2 separate regions of the Xenopus laevis genome follow, and region 1 is linked to region 2. The links are chromatin contacts, called in public Hi-C maps. All regions are on one chromosome and are shown on one strand. Each heading gives the region's core, a stretch centred on a gene start, on an enhancer-like site or on the middle of the called end of the contact. The rest is flanking DNA. Distances are from core to core; before and after follow the strand shown. Region 1 has its middle 24 kb from the start of ankrd65.L. Region 2 holds the start of LOC108696557 (transmembrane protein 88).

Region 1 (6,630 bases), core at 3,520-6,019, 69 kb after region 2:
CTTTAGATCTTACAATCTAAATGGAGATGTGTACAGTATATGATACACAAGACATTATATTGTACTGCTTCTGCTAAAAAGCTATATGTGCATTAAGTTTAAAATCAATGTAGAAGTTTATAATTTTCTTTAATAATGATCTAATATAATAATATCTCAGCTTTATAATGAACTTCAGCAAGATAATTCAGAAACAGGGCTAAATGTTTCAGAAAACTTTTATTGTCTTCAATTTCTTAAATAGCTGTCATAGGTTTGCATGATTGCATTTTCTCTTATTGGCTGATAACAATTCTTGATGTAAAAATATCATTTTAATACAGAATATGCTTCATGGAGCCCATTCATATATAATTATAATGTTCCAGCATCCATTTCATTATATGCCAAGTTCAACCCTCTCTGCCTTATAATTCATTTTTAAGTAGATATGATTATTAATAGGCTACGGCAATGGATTAATATTACTTATAGTAGCAATACTCTCCTAAATGGTAATATAAATGCAATCAGTGGAGCTTGTTCCTTTCCTGTCTTAACCAGATTTGGAAGGCTTACAAAGACAACATATTCCATGAATTAGCTTTAGATTAACTATTAATATCTGAGCTAAAAATATAGGACTCTGTAACAAACATGTAGAAGGCAGTTTCTTATTCACAGGTTGACCACTGGTAGGGCAGGTTTGGGTTGAAATTTGGATGACCATTGCAGGTTAGGGTTGGGTGCATATCATCCTGGGGAAGTACACTCCTCCGCTGTTCCTGAAGATTTCCTGTCTTGGAACTACAGGTGCATCTTGAAACTAGAGGCTCACACAGAAGTAGTGTATGGAGTGAGAAGATGCGGGCTTTGGTGCGGGTCCGACAATGGCAACATTTTGCGGGTTAGGTGTGTGTTAAGGTTTTCCGGGTTAGGGTCGGGTGTGGGTTACATTTTTCCTTACCTGCACATCACTAATAAGGGTGTATAAAACAAACCTCATACAAAAGTATGTTTGTCACGAAGTCATGGATTCATGGGGGCAAATATACTTAAGGGCCAGAAATCCAATCCGCAGGGACATTGCCAATTTACTAAAAGGCCTAGAGGACAATTTGCTAGCGTAAGAGTACATCACTAACGATGTTTTGGCCCTTTCGCCAGGTGAATTGTCGCTCTGGTGAACGATCGTTACTCAGCAAATTCACTAAAGTGCATATTTTCCATACGTTACCCCTTTTGTCAAAGTCTGTTTCACCAGTTTATACCTGGCGAAGTCCTCTATCTTATGTCAATGACGTCATATCCTGTATGCTGAAAAGTCATGAAAAAATTTATATTTTATTGTGGGATTATGTTTACAAGGTTTTGTTAACCATTTGAGGGTCATCCCACATTTGTTTTAGGGTGGGCTCATGTCTAGGACAACAGAGGATCTCATTTGTCTTTATTTTGCTTTCTTGGACATTTGTAATAGTAAGTGGCCACTTCAAGCAATTTCAGCAACATCATTAATAAAGACATATATATGACCTAAATGTATTAAAGTTTCACTAGGCAGAAATGAATGGTAGCAAAAGTTTCGCTATGAAACCTGGATCAAGCATTTGAAGTTTACATGAAGCAGGTTTTTACATATGAGCTGTTTTATGCAATCAATTTTTATAGAGACCTACATTGTTTGAGGGGTATAGTTTTCCTTGAAAAAAAACAATTATAATACAAATTCCTGAAAACTCTAAATCTAGCTACCAATGCTAAACAGACTTTCAAAAAACACATTTTCCACCAGAGACTCCACCAAAAGTGGAGTGAATCACTACCAGTGATGTTGCTTAGAGCAACCAATCAGCAATTAGATTTCAACAGTTAGAAAACAAAAGTAAAGATCTGATTGGTTGCTATGAGCAACATCACTAGTAATGTTTCACTCCATTTTTTATACAGCATGATAAATAGACCCCTTAGCATGATGTAAAGAGTGATGTCTTAAGACAATTTGCAGTTGGTTTTCATTTTTTTTTATTTATCATTTTTGAGTTAGCTTTTTATTCAGCAACTGTCTAGTTTGCAGTTTCAGCAGACTGGTTGCTAGGGTTCAAATTGCTGTAGCAACCATACATTGGTTTGATTAAGAGACTGGAATATGAACAGGAGGGGGCCTGAATAGAAAGAGGAGTAATAAAAAGTACAAATAAAAATATACTTGTAGCCTAACAGAGCATTTGTTTTTAGATGGGGTCAGTGACCCCCATTTGAAAGCTGAAAAGAGTCAGAAGGCAAATAATTCAAAAACTATTCAAAATAAATAATGAAGAACAACTGAATAGTTCTGTAAAAATTCCCCATACTACAACATACTGAACCTTAACTTAAAGATGAACCATGTGATATTTAATACTCTTGGCATTTATATATATATTTAGTATTCAGACTTGTGAGCTAGACCCAAATTATTCATCAGATTACACTCAGATGCTCCAAATTTGCAAGAGAGTGAATAAGCCATTATCTACTGGTAACTGGCATGTAGTAGTTACATAAAGTGGCATTTTAAGTGTATTGTTTCAAACTTTTTACAAGGATAATGCTTTACATGTTCTATGCAGAAAGGTAAAGTTTAGACATAGAATATTTTTTGTTGTTGTATGTACTAACATAAGAACATTTTTAATACACTCCTAATACTGAGGTGGAGCCCCCATACATTTATAAAGAAGAGGAATGGTGCCGTAATTTAATATGAGGTACTTAGAAGAGGGGTGATTTATTACTATATATAGTATATACCTTACCGATCACACCAGCATAATAGACTATGCAATAATCACTAGGTCTCTCCTCCCTTAACTAGGCCAAGCAGTACCTTTTGGAGACCTTGACAAATACACCACTAGAATAAAGTAATCACATCTAGCAGGAACAAAACATTGTAGGCAAACCAGTCATTTTGCAGTGTTGCATAGGAAAATGGACAACCATGGGTTAACTGTAATTTGTATATCATATAGAAAGGAGGTTGCACATGTATGTACCCATAAGGATGCTGTATGATTTTCTCTGCAGTTCAGCCTGCAGTTAATGGCTTGCAAAGGGGCCAAACAAGCAAAGCCTTTTGTCTCCTGTTGCTTGCTTTGTGAATGCTATTGACAATATCACTATTTACTTATGAATGTACTTGTGCATGATCTGTATTCTGACTTGCGCATGAATAGGAACAATGAATAGAAAAATCCCACCTCCACTTTGGATGCAAGGAATCAGTTAACCCATCTGATTCCTAGTTGAAAAGCAAATAAATACGTTCTAGTTGATATTTTTCTGATTTTACAAATTGGCACAAAAATTCCCAGTAAGCAATGAAGTGATGAATAGAGGAAAATATTCACATATTTTCATACAAAACATAGCTAAGGATTTACTTATAGAATGGACAATTCTAAGCAACTTTTAAATTGGTCTTCATTATTTATAGTTTTTTAATTATTTGCCTTCTTCTACAGACTCTACTGACAGCTTTCGAATGAGGGTCACTAACCCCATCTAAAAACAAATGCTCTGCATGGCTACCAATGTATTGTTATTGCTACTTTTTATAACTCATTCCTCTATTCAGACCCTCTCCTATTTATAGCCATGCCTCTTATTCAAGTCAATGGAAGGGTAATTAGGACCCTAGCAACCAGACTGCTGAAACTGCACACTGGAGAGCTGCTGAACAAAAAACTAAATAACTTAAAAACACAAAAAATTTAAAGGTGAACAACCCCTTTAAAATGGTATGCAGACTGAGACTAGTAATAAGACCACATTTATTAAAATTGACAGAAGAACTTTCCTCCGCTACTTATTTTTAGAAATAATTCTTTGTTCCCCTCAGTTTCCTTCTCCCTACTGCTACATATATATTTTATACTGTCAGTCTTACAGCACAGTCCCAATTAGATGCTGAGCCAGTGTGCAATAGGAAAACTCCTTTGATGTCCACAGGTAAAACATTTTGGTGGAATTAATACTGAGATGCTGATGTTACCTTATAATATAAATTGAGGTTGCAACACCTTATGATTCTTTGGACATCTCTCTCTATGCACCTTAAAAGGAAACATGACTGTCACCAAATATTCTATGTACACAATGATGAGAAAAAAAGGAAATGCTTTAATATGCTTTCAGTTCCATGTTGCTGGTAATGAAACTTCAATAGACATTCAGCTTGGATATTATAAAGTATTATTTTTTGATTATAAAATTTTATCTCTGGGCACACAAGAGTCACATCCGGTTTCATACTCAAGATATGAAGATGTGGCACCATCTTGTGGAAGAAGTAATGAATGATAGTTCAAATTATTAATTGGTTTGTTACATTACAAAAATGGTAAATAATGTGCTTATTATAATGTTTATGATGATGTACTAAGTGCCTAGAGGCTACAGGTGTAAAGTACAGTCAGGCACGTGACTATACAGGAAGCAGATACTGCAATCACGCAGGGTTTGATGCATAGAAATCCTGTAATTTTTCCAACTGAACATTTGTGTATGCGCACCACAGTGGGCGGAAGGAGGCAGGTGCATCCACTATCACTGCCAAACCTGCTCTCCAGCACAACTACCATAGTAATGGTATGGCTGGGGGGTAGGAAGTTGTATAAAACAATCCATAGTACAAAACAGAAGCCTTTTGTTCTTTAATTGGGACAATTTGCAGGGATGCAGGGAGTTTATGGAGCAGGCTGAGAACAGACAGACACACAGGCAGGAAGGTGGGAGGGGAGGGGTTTTGCCTGCTAATACATAGTTTAGTCTGTCAGTCAGTGCTGTTACCACTTCCTGTGAGAGATTGAAGAGGCACTCCCACCCTTCATTTCAGCCTAAACTCTGAAGTAGAAACTAGGGTTGCCACCTTTTCTGGAAAAAAACACCGGCCTTCCTACATATTTATCTTTTTCCCCTATTAATAACATTGGGATCAACCAGCATTTTTACCGGCCAGGCCAGTAAAATACCGGGCAGGTGGAAAGCCTAGAAGAAACATATCTCTATAGCTCTGATACAAGGACATTTGTAAGAGGTAAAATGTTTTAAAACCGTTTTGTTTTCTGCTTCATAACATATTTTGAGGAAGGATGAATCATATAACTGAAAATAAGTATTAGATAAATGTCTCTTTTAATAAAAATCACATTTTTAAAACTCGGATGAATTGAATCCACCGGAAACCTCAAACCGATTTAGATTATAATTTTTCTCCGGAAAAAACTTGAACGTCAGTAAGGCTGCAAACAACTCCAATATGATCCCTGGAACTCTCCCGTTGACTTAAACAGCAATTCAGCAGGTTTTAGGTTGGGAGTAGTCGGATTTGAGTTCTTAAAAGGTGAGAGTATCATAAATCTCGAAAATCGAATTCGATTTACTACCCTCAAAGGTTTTAAATGCCAGGGGATTTCCTACCACATCAACTGAACTGAAGAAGCCACTCGGATGAGTGGTAAAACATGGTAAAAACTCTAGGATGTCCAGTTGCCTTTGATTAAATTGAATACTAGATACTGTATAACAGGGATTGTTTCTTCATATAATACAATATAGTCAAGCTGCCCAACTCTGTCATCCCTGGTCTGATTCATTAACAAAATTAGCATGTAATTAAAGGAAAACTATACCCCCCGAACAATGTAGGTCTCTATAAAAAGATATTGAGTAAAACAGTTCATGTGTAAAACCCTGCTTCATGTAAATAAAGCATTTTCATAATAATATGTGCCATTGGGTAATCTTAAATAGAAAATTGCCATTTTAAAAATTACGGACCGCCCCCTGGGATCGTAGGATTCAGGTTGCACACAAACAAACCACATGTTTGTCTTTTGCTTCCACACTTCTTCCTGTTACAGTTTTGATTTGTAGGATTTCTGGTCAGGTGATCTCTGAGGCAGCACAGAGACCATCATGAAATGGTGGTCCAAGGCAAGAGATGTATTTTACATATATATACACATGTATATTACACATATATATATATACCAGTTGGTAAGATTCTTTAATATGTCACTTAATTTGATATAAACTATCTGTTGCTTAAGTATTCATTTTGGGGGTATAGTTTTCCTTTAAGCTTTTTTAGAGGGACTACATTTACAAGACTACATTACAAGATTCCAAGCTTAAAATGGATAAATGGTTGCCCTTTTAATTGGACACCACTGGGATTACCTGACTGTAGGGAATGGCGGGAGCTACAACACGTAGCTAGCCACTGCTACTGTATAAACTATAACAAAGGGGAAAGTAGTGCATGCCACTAAACAAATTTTAATTATGAGAAAAAAGGTTGTGGCAACAAAATTCATAGATACAAAAAAGATAATACTAAACTGAGGTATTATGAAAAGGTTTTTTAATTAAAAAATTACTCCTATTTTGTGATGGTTCCATACAACGTAGAACAATGTAGTTACAACATAGAACAATCAAAGTCCTGAAACTCCCGTTCGACAAGTTTCGGTGTTTGTTTGTATTGACTGTTGGACAATTTAAGTTGTCTTCGACATTTAGGAAACATTCTAGAAAAACATCCTCGACTTTTTTTTTTGGGAATAAACGGGGGTGTTATTTTCTTCTTTGAGAGGGCATCAAAGT
Region 2 (6,870 bases), core at 1,098-3,597:
GTAAGTATTTTTTCATTGTTATAACAATTATCCATAGACCCTGGTTCAAAATTTGGTCTTGGATCTTGGATGAAACTTCTTTTCATCACCCCTCTCTCTCTACCCACCCATGTCCCACAACTCCAGCATATGGTATTACGTGTTGGTGTAATGGTCATAAAGATTTGATATGTTTGTCCATGTGCAGTTACAACCTCTGGGTCAGTCTTCAGCCAGTTTGCCTGGGTCCTAAAGCTTCTTTAACTTTGGTCCTACATTTGTGAGCCTGCAGGTTGAAGAACAAATCAGTTTGCTTTGAAATGAGCCAGTATTTGCCCAGCATGGCAGCTGCTGAAACAATGAGTTTTTGATGAAGCTTCAAACATAAATTCAATTCCAGGAGAAAAACTTCTTCTAATTCAGTTTATCCACAGACCAATGGACTTTTTATGAGATTTTTCTGAATATGGCCCAATAGATAAGATAATCTTTTCTGGGTTACTGCTTATCTACTAGGGTTTGTCTTAACTCAATACATTCCTCTGAATATACTTACACAGGCAAGTATGTATGAGTCTGTTTGATGTATGAGTCTAAATATTAGAAAAATGGGACTTCAACTCCAAATGACCAATTCCCCATTACAATATTAATTTGGATATGGAATTACAAAATTTCTGAGAGTAAAAAATTAATTATTTATTAATTAATATTGTAATGGTGAATTGGTCATTTGGAGTTGATGTCCCATTTTTCTAATATTTATATTTACTTTTCTAAGTTGGGTGAGGACACTCCATGCAGCCTAATTCACCATTTATCTAGTTTAAAATATATTCTGCGCAAACCATTCTTAATTAGTGATGTATGAGTCTGTTTTTGGCTACTATACCAGCATGCACATTAATATGGCAGTTAGATGAGATTTCATATTCAGCAGGAGAAAACACCCATTTTCCCCCTAGGTTGTATTATTGTACTTAAATATAACTTTTAGAGAAAATATTTATTCCATTAATATTCAGAGAATTTATTTTAAACGAAGACAAATCCACTTGAATTTTCAATTGCTCTGTAACCCCTTTTTGACATCTGACCGACTGGGTCAGCAAATGCATTTATATGTATGTGCTTATACAATGTCAGTAGAATAAAACAGATGCTCTCAGCCATGGCATATTTTACCAGATAGAATTCAAAGTGACCTCAGTTACTGGGCTGCAATCAGTAGCCATTCTCCCAACCTTCACTATATCATTAAGTGATGTTCCCATAATATAATATTCTAAACAACAATAAAATGTACAGAAATAATCAGGTTTTTGTTTCTGGTACTTGGAGTCATGTTTGTGTAAAGGATAAATATACAGATAAATGTAGACTGGATAATACTGAGATGTGAGAATAAATAGCCTTGTGTCAATGTGATTTTCCTTATGTGTAATTGGTGCGTTTTATGACTGTATTCCCTGAGGGATGGAGCATTACTTTACTTACCCTGGAGTGGCATTGAAACCCAAAGTAAACCACAACGATAGTGGGTGTCAGGACAATGGTGAATATAAAAAACAGTATGATGAAGTTAGCTAGGAAAGCCACAAAGTTAGCTCCGGTAACCAGCAGCGTCCACATCCAGCACCCCCACCTGCTCCGAGACTCCATAGGCAGGAGCTGATCTTCCATATTATAGGGTGGGAGGCTGGGGATCATCTGAGAGGTATCTGACATATTGTCTGCTTCAAAGTCTTCAATGTCTTGGTCAGACATGTTTTACAGTAACCTTGACTTCTTTCAACCTGCTAACACAAATGTTTAGTCTCAGCCTAGCTCTCGTATCACAGTTCTCCTCCCTTGTCAACTTTAATTTCCAAACCCTAATGTTCACAACTGCTTGTAGCAAAAGTCCATCTGCTCCTGTCCTTTTCCTCCTTTTGTTTATTTAGCGTGTCACTTGAGCTCTCCTTTCTCCTCTTGCCGTAATATTGGATTTGACTTGTGTGTGATTGTCCTTTAAAGTAATTGAGGTCTCACCAAGATTCAGTTTTATCCTCGTGGATGTTCTGGATTTCAAAGATCTTTATATTTCCCTCCTGTTATTGGAGTCTGTTATTGGAGTCCACTGTTACACAGTTGGCTGGTTGGCAGGTTCCATGGGAGAGTTTCAGATGTATTCCAACAGTGGGTAAATATGAGAGTGGGTCTGTTAGAGACTGTCTCTTGAGAAGAACCATCCCAGAGATTGCATAGCGACCGTGTTAGCAGATGGCTGTTTCAGCATCACAGTGTCGATGCAGCACTGTGCACTGCCTTGGCTTTGTAAGCTTGCCTCAAAGAACTCTCAGCGCCCACTAGCCAATCCGCTGCTCCTGCATCTGCTTCTCCCTTTCATATGCACTAAACAGATTTACACCTAGGGCTCAGTCAATCAGCCTGGGTTATTCCGGGTTAAAACACAATGTCATTACTCCGACACCATTTATGACTTCTGTCACACTTCCCAGCTGGGGGTTAATAGAGCAGAGAGTTTGCCATCAAGTCATCTTAGATGTGCTTAAAAAGTGTGAATGATACCTGTCAACTTGAGCATGTCACATAAGGAGTTCATGGAATACAGAATGGATAAGAAAAAACACTTTTCTATACATTTATATTTTACTTCCAAAGCGATAACATATTCTGCATTGCTTTTCTCTCACCTTATCTATTAAGTTTCCCCTTTCTCTCTGTCTTCTCCACTGTCTTTCTCTCTCTCTCTCTCTCTCTCTCTCTCTCTCTCTTGTTCTCCCTAATTTCTCTTTACCTTGCTCTCTCTCTCTCTTTACATAATATGTGTATGTGTAGCATTTTCATTTTAATTACTGTGCTCCATTTACAAAGTTAAATGACTAATTAAGGTTTCATGGCAGAAATCACCAACCAAATCCTTCATTTTTATATGCATTTCCATACAGTGTTCATAAAAAATTGTAATTGTATAATTTATTACTTGCAGGCTGCCTGCTGGAAAAAATCATTGCCTTTTAATCCTTCCCTATAGTGGGGCTTCATGCAACACCGGGGAAGGTCTATAGGAATATAAAAACCTTTTTATATTTTTATTCTAATGTTTATAACATTTCTTTCATACAGGTATGGAATCTGTTATCCAGAACCCCGTTATCCAAAAGCTCCAAATTACTGGATGGCTGTCTCCCATAGACTCTATTATAATCAAATAATTCACACTTTTTCTCTGTAATAATAAAACAATACCTTGTACTTGATCCAAACTAAGAAATAATTAATCCTTATTGGAAGCAAAGCCAGTCTATTATGTTTATTTCATGTTTACATTATTTTTTAGTAGACTTTTTTTTTTTAAGTAACAATGAATAAATATTTACATTAATACATGTACGAGATCCATTATCCGGAAATCCATTATCCAGAAGGCTCCAGATTACAGGATGGCCTTCTCCCATAGACTCCATTTTATCCAAATAATCCAAATTTTTATAAAGGATTTCCTTTTTCTCTGTTATAATAAAATATTATAATATTGTTATATATATCTCTGTTATAATAAAATAGTACCTTGTACTTGATCCAGACTAAGACATAAATAATCCTTATTGGAAGCAAAGCCAGCCTACGGGGTTTATTTCATGTTTACAATATTGTTTGGTAGACTTATGATATGGAGATCCAAAATATGTAAATATCCTTTATCCGGAAAACCCCAGGTCCCAAGCATTCTGGATACCAGGTCCCATACCTGTATATTTGCTAGTAGGTGCTGCAGCTTCAAATCATTTTATCTGATGGTCGGTGAAAAGAAGAAATATTATGCTTCGGGAATTCCCCTGTACAAAAAGCTACTCCTTTTTGCCAGTGGTTTAATATTGGTTATAAAAAACTCAGGTGCAGTGATTAATCACTAAGTTATTTTTATGCAGCCAATGAAGAGTAAAGAATAAATTCCATATTAAACCAAGACCTTTCAGACACCAAGGAATAGGGCTGCTTATGGTGTAATAAAAATGCAATATATAACTGTAATATAAAGTATGAGAGCAGAGGGATAATTTACAATTTACATAGGCATCAGTATATATTGTTTATATGTGTGAGTGTGTAGATACAGTAGGTCTCTATATGTATGTGTATATATAAATATATGAACTAGCGTTCATTGGGTTGCACTTGATGGGCTTTGGGTTTTTTCCAACCTAATTAACTATTGGCAAATATACTTGCACCTATACACACCATACAGTATAGGTTCAGGGATTAAACCTTCATTTGAAGGGTAGGGAAAGGCATTCAACCACTGAGGTTTTCAAGCGTGTGCCATAGTGCTTACTCCCAATTCCAAGGGCAGAAGAGAATTTCCCAGTGTCCTTCTATTATGTCAGCTTCACAGAGACTATTTTATATACAGTAATTGAAAATACATTAAACACAAACAGTATTTAGTGTGGACAGATATGTAGCTAAATACATGTAGGTATGAAGTAAAGCCTGCTGCAAAATTATTATAGATTCGTACTCCATTGTTTTTATCACCATGTTGGTACTTGACAAGTAATTGATCAAAAACATTAATTTATAAAGGTATAACTTCTGTTTACATATATATATAAGAATAAAGATTGAAAAAGGGGTTGATGTACAATTGCTGTGTAAATGTCAGTATTGCTCAAATGTTTGCTTTGATGATTTAATATAGGTCAGTTTTACATAGAGATTGTGCATTGCTCTTTGCACAAAATATCTAGAAGGCATGTAATAAGTAGCAAAGAAGCATCATAATCTCAAATGTACTAGTAAAGTACACCCCTTTTTTAATCCTCCTGACGTATATGCCAGAGTTTGGAATTCTTAACAGAGGCCATGTTATATCGGTGTGTAACCTGTGCTGAGCTAAGTGATAAGGAAAAAGGTAAATGTTCTACCCTTGCTTGATTTTGGAGAACCTATGAGGTTAAAGGAAAATAGAAAAATATTGTTACACTACCAGAACTTGTACTTTGTAAATGGGCCATATTAATTGTAGTGTACTGTTTGAAAACATTATGTTCTCTGAAAATGAACTACTCATCTAATGCTTTAATGTTGGATGCCTTTGATCTTACAGCGTCGAGTGTTGCCAATAAACACTTAGAGCTTCACTAATTAATGAAAGGCAACCTGAAAATGTAGAATCTACAGAACTGGCACAAGTAGTACTTTAATGTCTAGTACACATGACGCTTAAAGAGTTAGTATGTCACTGGAAAAGCAATATATCAGGCATGTAACTGGTCTAGAATGGTATCTCCAAGGCACATTTTTAATGAAGCATTTGCTTACACAAAGCAAAAGTTATAGGTTTTTCTCCCTTTAACATTGACAGTTGGCTTTAATGGTGAGCTTTACATGGTGAATTTTCTTTTTTATACTACGAATTTGGTTTGGTAGGTGTTTGCCGGGCAGTTGTCACTGATGCTCAAACACAATATTAACCAGTCGGAAGACCCTATAAAGACATTTACACTTTACAAGTCCCACGAAGCATGCTGACACCCACAAGGCTTGAGGAATATATTATTATACACACAATATGCAGTAAGGGGTCTTTGTGTTTTCAGGGTCACAGAATAACCTTCTAGGCTGTGTAATTACAAGCTTTTATTGCGGATAAAAAGGGATATATAAACAATATACATTATTCTGTACATGCATTTAGCTCCAAAACATGAATGCGTTCATATTTCTCCCTGAACAGTTATGCCATAGGGCTCTCCCTGGGTTTATCTTATCTCATAGATGGTTTGATCTAAAGTTAAGGCATACTGACACTATTTCAGAAATCATTTGTTATGTGATTCTCTGGACCTAATTTTTTGACAATGACACTTTTCTTCAAAAGGAACTTCCAGGCTTAAAGCACATAAATGTGTGTGTTGGGTCAGTGCCTGCATCCCATCCATTCAAGCCTGTTTCTTTAGTAACCTCACAATGTAAGGCTTGGCTGCACTGCTGGAAAACCATCTTTTGATTTTTGAAATAGTGTCAGAATCACTTTACTTCATTCCAGACGTTCATGTTTTTGAGTGGAGATTATCCATGGCTGTTGGTGGCACCGCTCTATTGAATACCCTTGAAATAATATGAAGTTGCCAACAAACATAAAGTGGTACTGTAAAGGACATACTAATACTGAGACACAATGGCTTTTGTTCTAAACATTTCACTGAAACAACTAAGCAATTATAGTAATAGATTACCTTTCATTTTACATTTAAAATATATTTTCTTAAAGTTCAAACTAGGGGATCTCTGTTAGGGACTCAATGTAACAACCTTCACTAGAGATGTAATGTTTTCTGAGTATGAATTATTATGAGGAATCATTTATTTAAAGCAAGGAGTTAAAATATGATTGAAAAACAAGTGGCTGACCAGCCTGCTATTATCTAGCATTAGCCCATCAGTTCATCAAAGATTCACAGATAAAACCTCAACAAAACCTCATCAATAGCCATAAAGTATCCTACAATTACTTAAATGAAGAATGAAAATGACTCCGTTTATATGAAAACGTAAAAAGATGATACATTAAAATGGAAGGAAGATAGCTGCTATCAACAGCACAGTACTCATTCAAAATAGATCATCAAGCAAATGGAGAATAACTGCTAACAGATGAATAATACAATTGTCCGTATAATATATAGAATCCAAAAAGAGAGGATGGAAACACACAGAGAATAATATGAAATAACATGGAGTAATCTGGTAATATAGATTAGTTATATGATAGACCAATATGCTAAAATAATATTTTTAGCTGGGTGTATGAAAAAGGTGCATGATATATTAAAAACAACCAGTTTATGTATCCAAGGCAACATATAAGGAAGTTTTAGA

The links. Hi-C and Micro-C count contacts between places; a contact is called where the count stands out from the background.
Region 1: a Hi-C map of the XTC cell line shows a contact between it and region 2, with 2.4 times the contacts expected there. The contact joins the enhancer-like site here to the promoter of LOC108696557 in region 2. A contact is called at or near these places in 2 of 4 Hi-C or Micro-C datasets (the XL177 cell line and the XTC cell line).

Annotation. Positions count from the first base shown.
Region 1 is chr7L:96,553,947-96,560,576 of Xenopus_laevis_v10.1, forward strand. No RefSeq gene overlaps it. Among protein-coding and RNA genes, the nearest start is that of ankrd65.L, 24 kb to the right of the region's middle. Within about 2 kb of position 4,770, at least 1 of the 7 cell types and tissues checked has an H3K27ac peak or open chromatin away from gene starts, as enhancers often do.
Region 2 is chr7L:96,487,048-96,493,917 of Xenopus_laevis_v10.1, forward strand. LOC108696557 (transmembrane protein 88) reads right to left here and starts at 2,348. Exons shown (of 2, transcript XM_018226029.2): 1 at 1,477-2,348. The coding sequence starts at 1,746.